Linked DNA regions of Cyprinus carpio: region 2 is linked to region 1. Evidence: chromatin contacts called from public Hi-C data. All regions are on one chromosome and are shown on one strand. The core of a region is the stretch at or near the end of the contact, and the rest is flanking DNA. Distances in the headings are between cores, read along the strand shown.

Region 1 (4,701 bases), core at 1,100-3,599:
GTAACAGAACTGACAAAGCAGGAAAAGCTGCTGGTCTTCAAAAATTAACATCATTTGGACCTTTTCGCCAATGAATCATCTCATTCTGTTTCTCAGAATTTGTCAGCCATATTTATCAATCATAACCATCCAATCTTCTGCATAATCATGATCAAACAATCATGTTTTGAATTTGATAACTTTATGCATTTTACATTTTGGAAAAAATTGAAAAGACAAATCACACAAATTTAAAAACTGTTTTGAATTGCATTTAGACATGACTCTGATTTTGTTAAGCAGGTAACCATGACGGTTTTGAAAACCAAAATGAGTTAATTTTGAATAGTTCACTTCCAGAATAAAAATTTCCTGATACTTTACTCACCCCCATGTTATCAAATAAAATAATAAAAATGTATATATACACTGTTAAACCAGAAATGCTCATCTTGCACTAGATCCGCAATGCATGTCTGCAAATTCACGCATTACACATAATCACATTGGAAAGGTCACATGTGGTTAGCTCTTCGTCTGTGAACTCCAGTTCAAAAAGGTAGGATAGCGCGAAAAACTCCATCTCATTTTTTCCTTCAACTTCAGAATCATCTGGCATCGTTGTTTTACCTTTTTTGTAAAGGGCATTTGATTTTGCATGTTCACTTTGTAAACACTGGGTCGGTGCTTCCACCTACATCACACGTGACCTTTCCTACTTGACTACGTAATGTGTAAAGTAGAGCTACTGCAAGTTGAGCATTTGTGGTTAAAAGTATACACTTATTTTTCTTTTTTTTTTAAGAAAACGGCAAATCATTTCACTAGATAAGGCCCTCAGTCCTCTGCTGGGTTCATGTAGAGCCCTTTGATGCTGCACTGAAACTGCAGTTTGGACCTTCGGCCCATTGGCCACCATAGAAAGTCCATTATATGGAGAAAAATCCTGGTATGTTTTCCTCAAAAACCTTAATTTCTTTGCGAATGAAGACAGAAAGACATGAACATCTTGGATGATAAGAGGGTGAGTAAATTATAATGACCATTTATAATTCACAACATTTTTATTCTGGAAGTGAACTAACCATTTAAGGCCATGGTAATACCATTTCTAATCTTTCCATACTAACATGTAAATCCAGAATATAGGTGCTTAAGTATAACAACTCATCTCCAAAGCTCTAACTGTCTAGACTTACTCCCATCTCAGGCTTGTAGATGACATTAGACCCCTCTAGGCCAATGGTGTGCAGGTTTAGATGGCACCTGGTTCTGAAGACAGATACGACATTGGTAATAATGATATCAAGCGCCACATCATTACTGGGTTCCATGGAGCCGTTGTAGATGTTTTAAGCTTGACAACCCCTTTACAGATGCATGTCACGTTACAAAACAAAACCTGCAAAACACAACATAAGAATTTTTCTCCAGGTATGGGGTGGCTTTACATTGCATTTTGATGCTAGCTAAAGCTAAATTACATGTCTTAAATGACTTGTAAAGCAAATGTTTCTAGGTTTAATACACACAATAGGTGGTGATTAATTAACTATGACCATTATGCCCCAAACAAAGGTACTTTGGAAAACCCCAGCTTTTCCATGGGAATGATCCCTGTGATAAATGCACTCGAAGGTACTTTGGGTGAAAGCATCTGTTAAAATGACTATTCATATGCACTAAAGTGAAAAAGCATTCTAGTTTGATGCCTAACGTTACTTGAAAAAATATCAAAGCAGCCATTATTTTACATCTGCTCTATTTTAGCATTCAAGTTGTGTCTAAAGCACGGGCACATATTCTGATCTGATCAAATGACAAAACAATACGCTTGCAGAACAGTGTGCTACCTTAGTATATTTTTGCAGCAACTCCTAACAAATCTATTTACATTTCATGGTAAAATATTTTATTTTAGCACAAATTATTCATTCAACAAACACGTTTATCGAAAGCAACACAGGCAATTAATCAGCAGGAGACAACATTAAACGTGCATGCTAGCTATTTCAGCTCAAATACCAAATAACAGAGCTGCGCTGTTAGAATTAACAGTTAAATGTCCATATGCATGCAAAAGGTTTAGTTAATAACTAAGCGAATAGCAAACACTGAGCTAATAAACTTTAACTTACTGATATGGGGGCGTCAAACGGTGCGTCCGAGAGAATCTTATTATAAAATGTTGTGAGACGATATTAAAACGAGTGTTTAAATGTTTTAAAATCTATATGAATAAAAATTTAAGGTCGGAAGGGCACCAGAAGTAAACAAAAGCGTCAACACACAAATAACAGACAACCGGCGATTGTTGTCAAGGATGCCTCAGTTCCTGCGCGAGATGAGAAACCGCCCGTTCAAACACACCACAGCGCCTCCACACGGATAGGAGAAGAACAGCGACTCACGTTTAAGTGTAGAGCTCATATTTTCCTTCATAAACGACAGACTACTAGTGCCATCTTTTGGTACGAGAAACTTTAGTATGTTCCAAAAACAACAGTATCATTTGGATATTTTAAAACTCGATCGTGATATTGAATTTAATAAATGAAATCAGAGTGTTAAAATACCCCTCTCTTAATCTTGAGACATGGGCCAAATATGTCCCTAAACTTTACTAGTTTTTAAGATAGCAAAAAAGTTCATGTGAATTCAAATGTATTAAATTAGAAGATAGATTCAAATAAAGACAACAAATATGAATCTTTAAAAACTTTATATGTCCAAAATAAAAATAACAAAACAAATAGGTAATTTCTGTAACACTTTTTAAAAAATGTTTTATGTTCTATCAGCACATTTTGTTCAGACATACAATTTACTTTTTTTTTTTTTTTTCCAGGCAGTATCAAACTCAGCCTTCACCCAAAAGGTCCTCTTTCCATTTCAGCTGCTATGAGTTAAACAACATTACAAAGACACAGGTGAGTTTTGTGTGTGTGTGTGTGTGTGTGTGTGTGTGTGTGTGTGTGTGTGTGTGTGTGTGTGTGTGTATAAATATTGTAAATATTTTCTGTCATAATCTTGATACATGAAGTCCATCTCACTGGGATTTTTATTATAATTAATCTAGAAAAGCAAAGGCTGCTGCCTTTAATATATGGATATGGATAGCACACTATGAAACATGGTTTTGTTGTAAACACCGTAACATTTGCAGACTGAGTTGAGAGCTCACTAGATGAAGCTGACTATCAGTTTGAAATGTAGTATGATTTTATGTGTCCACTGAAGTAAATGCTAGATTTGTCAATGCTTTTATTAAATGTTTGACACTTTTTTTGTGCCTGAAGTTGTTGAACAATATCAAATATTGATTGACAAGGAGAAACGCGTTTTGTAAGACATTGAAAGTTTGCACTCCAGCAAATGTGTAAACCTCTGAACATGTTGAACCAGTTAATCAAAAATAAGTACTTAATATTGAAACAATTGCTCTTCTTATATTTTCTACACCTTTCCATGAATCTGATGAAATTGTCCAGCACTGCACTGTTGGACACCTTTTTTTCCGAGATATTATTCACAGCTTTCAACGTCTGTCTCTATTTTGTCCTGTCTCAGGTTTAAGGGGGTCAGCAGCTTTTGTCCAAAGTGGACGCATCTGGACAGAAAGCATTGTTAGCGGTTTTGTGGTTTCTGGAAAGGTGACAGCAGAATTGAAGTAGCCACTCTGGCATGAGTAGGAGAAAAGCATATAACTGAGGGTTTTCAGCTGTCTGAATGGACCTTTAGCATTTTTTGTGAATGATCTCATGACACCTCGATTATACACTGAACCAGCCTCAGATAAATAGTCCTAATTTATATGATATGATACTATCAGTAATGTCCCTGGAAGACAGTCGAGTCAAGTCACCTTTATTTTTTATAGTGTTTTATACAATACAGAGCACAGTAAAAACAGGAAAACAGAGGAATTTAGCATTGCATCACTTGCTCATCAATGCATCCTCTGCAGTGAATGGGTGCCGTCAGAATGAGAGTCCAAACAGGTGATAAAAACATAATCCTCAGGTAATCCACAGAACTCCAGTCTATCATTTAACATTTTGTGAAGTGAAAAGCTGTGTAATCCACCATTAAGACATTTTTTACTTCAAACCGCTGTTTCCAGCTAAAAATATGAGTCAGCTATCCACAATTTTGTTTTCTCCACTGAAAAAGTTGTCTCATCTGAATCAGGAGAGAAATATGCAGAGATCAAGCATGGTTTACAATTGAAAACAGCTCTAAACACATATGTTCGTGGATTTTGATGTGAGAGGACAACAGGGGATGGACTTTTGCACTGGAGAAAGTATTATTATGGACTATGGGCTCATATTTTGGCCAGAAGCAACAGTTTGAAGTTAAAAACATCTTAATGATGGATTTGTTTCTTACAAACACACAGGTTTTTGCTTCACAACATGACACACACTGGAGTCTATAATAGTGATGTTTTTATCAGCCCTTTGCAATCTCATTCTGACGGCACCCATTCACTGCAGAAGATCCATTGCTGAGCAAGTGATGAAGTGCTTAATTTCTCCAAATCTATTCCGATTAAGAAACAAACTCACCTACATCTTGAATGGACAGAGGGTGAGTATATTTTCAGGAAATTTTCATTTTGGGGCGAACTATTACTTTTCAGTGCAATTTTACTTTCATTCATCTCTAATTTTTCATTCTAACGTATTTACCAAGCAATTCAGATTTTACTAATTTGGG
Region 2 (4,701 bases), core at 696-3,195, 71 kb before region 1:
GTTTTATGATGTGAGCCTTTTCCCAAAAGTCAGTTAAAGGTTTGTTAATGACAATTGGACCTTAAAATAAATGATGACCCTCAGAATTCAAGGAAAAAAAGTCAATTACGAGATTGGGATCTGATAGGAAAAAGTCAGAATTGTGAGACATTTTTTCTTAATTCTTGATTAGGCTTTTAGCACCTTTTGGTCTGATGCTGAATGACATGAATCCCAATGCACTGATGTTTTGTACACACACTTTACTGTTGCAGTGTAATGTGAGTTATGCAAATCAAGTAATTTTCCACTTACTCTAGAAAGTGCTCACTCTGAAACACTAACAGATGCAGCTAATAAGTTGTTTTCTTATGTGAGAATGTGCAGCTGTAATTTTCCACTTCATGGCCTGATAATCAAAAGACTTTATGAAATGCAGCTTGTTCAGAATAGATAAGGACTCAAAGATGGTTACACATTGATTCAGTGAAGCTTGGTTTAATCAGTTCGTCTCTGCCTTATTTCAGGAATACGCTGAAAAATGACTAGTATGTTTCCACAAAGAAAATATACTGAAATTGATGATAAATATGCTGCTTAGACCTTATCCACCACACAAGATTGAAGTTAATAAGCATAATTACAATCAAAAGTCACTTGACTTGACCTTCTAGTTTCATAGCACTGGGGTTGCTGAAGTGGATCAATCAGGGTAACAAATGACTTTTTCTTGAGTTGAGTGCAGCAATCACAGTCTCAAGAGATTCTGACATTAGTTCTGCTTTAAAAGCATCAAAGAGTTTTCTGAATTACCCACAAACAACATTTCTAGCAATAACAACTTTTTAATGCTACCTTTCTCTTTCTCTAATATATATTTTAATACATTGAATATTTATGTAGATATTTTAAGGAACCAAAGGTGAAACATTAGCCTGTGTAAATATAAACCATTGCATGCCTTAAGTTACCAGTGACTTTTCTCAACATTTGTGGACTTGTAGTGGTTGTTGTGATCATTTGTGTTACGGTGTATTTCACCAAGTAAAGTAGGTAGACTATCTTTGCAGCCTTTTTCTTGTGAGTGATGTGTCTGCCTCATCCTCCGCATCCTGGGTTATTTCAGGCCTGAAGTACTGCTCTCAGAAACACAGCAACACAAACACTCCCAATGTAACCTCTTAACACTGTGACACATCTATCAGCCTCCTCCACACCTGTACATATTTTGGTTTTGATTTTTTTAAAGAACGTGCTTCCTCAAAACGTGTTCCCCAAAATACATTATCAGCATTGGGTGCTATTTCTGTGCACACTACAGGATAAAAGCACCCACTCCAGTAGCCCAAAGGAGCATTTCAGTATATTATAAACATGTTTGTCTCTAAATAATCCCTTTAAATGTGTTGAGGTTTAGTCTTATATAGTTTTGGTTTATTTAGTAAAATTCATTGTAAATGTATTGGACAGTCATCAATGTATCAGTGTTTAATATTTAACTCAAGGCAACGATTCCCTTTTCACAGAAATGTGAATAATATCTCAAAACCTCCAGCAAGTTAAGGTCTTTTAATGCCAAACTCATGGTCTAATTAATGAGTGTCATTTCTGCTGGAGGAGCCATTTAGTTCACTATACAACCTCTCATTTGCTTGAGTAAACAGATTGCGAAAGAGTCCAGTGAAAGCTCATATGTAACCGTGTGCTGACTGGTACGCAAACATTTCAGGTTTTTCTTTTGTCTGCAAAACTGATTTTTAATCTAATATTTCTGTGATGTCAAAAGACATCAAATATCTAGTGCTGGAAAACTATATCGGTGGGAATTTTGTACCATGTTCCAAGTTAATAAACTCGTTCAACCCATCAACTGGAGAGGTTTATTGCAAAGTTCCAGACAGTGGACCTGAGGAGGTGAGATTTTTTTGTGATATTTTTCTTACAATTCTCAATTTCTTTCTAATATTTGAAGATGTAAGTTGTGCATGATCAAATAAGGTCTGTGTCAATATAGTCTGAATGGGTATTTCACTAGCTGAACATTTTCACTTATTTCTAGTGTAAAAAATATGTAACTAGTCACAAGATTATCTGGTTGAAGACACAAATTCCAAGGAAGACACTGAGTCAGGGTGACGTACATTTGGTCACCTATATTTGTCGTGGTAAACACATAATCAGGTGTGCGACGCTCAAAGTCCAGTGTTTAATTATTAACTATTATAGCTCACACCAGAAGAACTTGTCTAGGTCAGTGGGACAGAAAAGAGTTCAGATGTAGGATGTACAGTCCATCACTGTTTTGTATTATTATATTATACTACTTATTTTGTTAAATACATTTTATAGTCAGTAGAGTCCATTTTAATGCACTTAATAAAGAGTTTAAATACCAAAATTCTGGCATTACATAACTCCTGCATATCCTAAAATGGGCCAATACCTATACAGAGCAAGATATATCCAATTTACATGTGAGTTAACCCTTTTCTCACTGTTTATAGTTGGATGCTGCAGTGAGGGCAGCCAAAGAGGCCTTTCCTGATTGGTCAGCTAAGAGTCCAGCAGAGAGATCCAAAGTACTGAATAAACTGGCAGACCTGATAGAAGCTCGCCTGGAGGAGTTTGCCCTGGCTGAGTCTAAAGACCAGGGTAAAACAATAGAAACTGCAGTGTAACACAGCACCATATTACAGGACACACTAAACAGGTTTGACTAAATAAGTTCAAAGGACTTACTAGTGCACGATAGACCAAAGACAGAATTTGAGTCAGCAATGTACTTTTCTACTAGTCAATAGATATGTTTCTTTTTTTCAGTGGCTTATATAGTTTTATATTTATTAGTTTTAATATTTCTACCTAGCTGTAACATATTTTTGTACTGTTTTGTATTTTTCTCAGATATTTTAAGTTTAATGTTTTAGTATATATATATATATATATGTATATATATATATATATATAAAATGTAAAATATTTTTAATACTTTAAAATAGTTTACACAAAATTCAGTCGGACCATATATCAGTATTACTTTCTATTTTCTGACACTGAACAATTTAATTATTTTGGGGGCTCTTAACACAATAAAGGGACTCCGTTTCACAAAAACAATGCCTGAAATGTGGACATTCCAATATTAGCAGACAACTTCTGTTTTTTTCCTTCATCTGTCCTGCATCACACTAATGATTCTAGTCAGCTGGATCTCATGAGCTGTCTCAACTACACTGTTCGCTGTCCTGTAGGAGTAGGTGTGTGGTGGTCTATACATACTGTACTTTTATTCTCAATAGTACATCACTCGCTTTCAGTTGGCTTATGTATGTTAAATTTACAATTTCCCTGTCTATAGCTGGTCTTATAAGCCCATGGAATCTGCCACTGTACCTCCTGACCTGGAAGATTGGCCGGCCCGCTGTTGCTACAGGCAACACTGCTGTGGCGAAACCCTGTGAAATGACATTGGTGTCCCACCCTGACGTGCCATTGATCTCATTTACGGGGAGCACAGCTACAGCGAGACTAATAACAGAGCGCAGTGCAACATACTGTAAAAAGCTTTCCATGGAGCTTGGTGGGAAAAACCCAGCTATTATATTTGCTGATGCCGACATGGAGCAGTGCATCAGCACTATATGATCCAGCTTCTCCAACCAGGTTAGCTCCTGCACAGCTTGACCAATCAGGCTGTATTTTCATATAGCTTCATATATAGCTGTGGCAAAAATTGTACTAAATTACTGAGATAAACCTATCAAAATCCTGCAGGTTTCTCCATTCAAGACTTTAGCTTTGTGCATGCTGCCATACTACTAAAATGTGTCTTCTATGTAAAATATAATATATTTTATATAATACTATTATAGTATATATTTTTTTAAATTAGCTTTCTTTTTTCATTTTCATTTCAGGTTGTTTAGTAAATTGATGTGCTTATGCCATTTTTTATTAGTTTTTAAATAATTCTGTTCAGCTTTAATTTAATTTTTTGTAATTTAAGTAATTCACTTTTTATAAGCTGCTAAGGCAGCTTTTCTAATCTTTTTAGGTTTAAGTTTTTCATCAAGTTTTTCATCTTATATTTATGTCTTGTTTCCAGCTTTTTTTTTTCTTTTCGGGAAAAATATTTGTACTAGTTTTAATTTTAATTCATATCATAATATATCGGGTTAACTGGGAAATGTTTATTATACCGTCTTAAACCTTTCTTTAAATGGGATAACACCACGTAGTTCAGTTTTCTGCCACACTGTGGTGCTCAGAACACATAAATTGTTAATAGAGCATTGTACATTGGGTTCTCTCACACTCTATCCCTCTCTTTCTCTCTCTCAGGCCTTCACATCACACACACAGACACATAATCTCTGTGCTAATATTTAAAGTGTCTGTATATAATTAGTTCACACAGACCAGTAATAATTGTGAGATTTACTTAAGAACTTTACTGAGATCTTTTTTCTCTTCTGTCTCAGGGAGAGATCTGTCTGTGTACCAGAAGAATCTTCATTGAGCGGGGTATTTACCCAGAATTCCTTGCTCGTTTCGTGGAGACAGCTCGTCGGTGGAAAACTGGAGTGCCCTCTGACCCCCTCAAACGACAATGGACCGCTCATCAGCAAAGAGCATCTACAGAAGGTCTGATGATAATCACAGATGTGTTACTATTGATATAACATGCTGCATTTTCAATGCTAAGTGTCAGACAATGTGGGA

The links. A called contact is a pair of places that touch in the nucleus more often than the background predicts.
Region 2: a contact with region 1 is called in a Hi-C map of liver, with 9 times the contacts expected there. The contact joins the enhancer-like site here to the promoter of LOC109064048 in region 1. A contact is called at or near these places in 2 of 8 Hi-C or Micro-C datasets (liver and red blood cells).

The regions. Positions count from the first base shown.
Region 1 is chrA23:16,190,159-16,194,859 of ASM1834038v1, reverse strand. LOC109064048 (TATA box-binding protein-like 1) reads right to left here and starts at 2,349. Exons shown (of 7, transcript XM_019081068.2): 1 at 2,118-2,349; 2 at 1,179-1,381. The coding sequence starts at 1,313.
Region 2 is chrA23:16,261,250-16,265,950 of ASM1834038v1, reverse strand. It overlaps the pseudogene LOC122135100. Among protein-coding and RNA genes, the nearest start is that of LOC109056343, 28 kb to the left of the region's middle. Within about 2 kb of position 1,945, at least 1 of the 8 cell types and tissues checked has an H3K27ac peak or open chromatin away from gene starts, as enhancers often do. A contact at or near this core is called in liver, where this site is marked.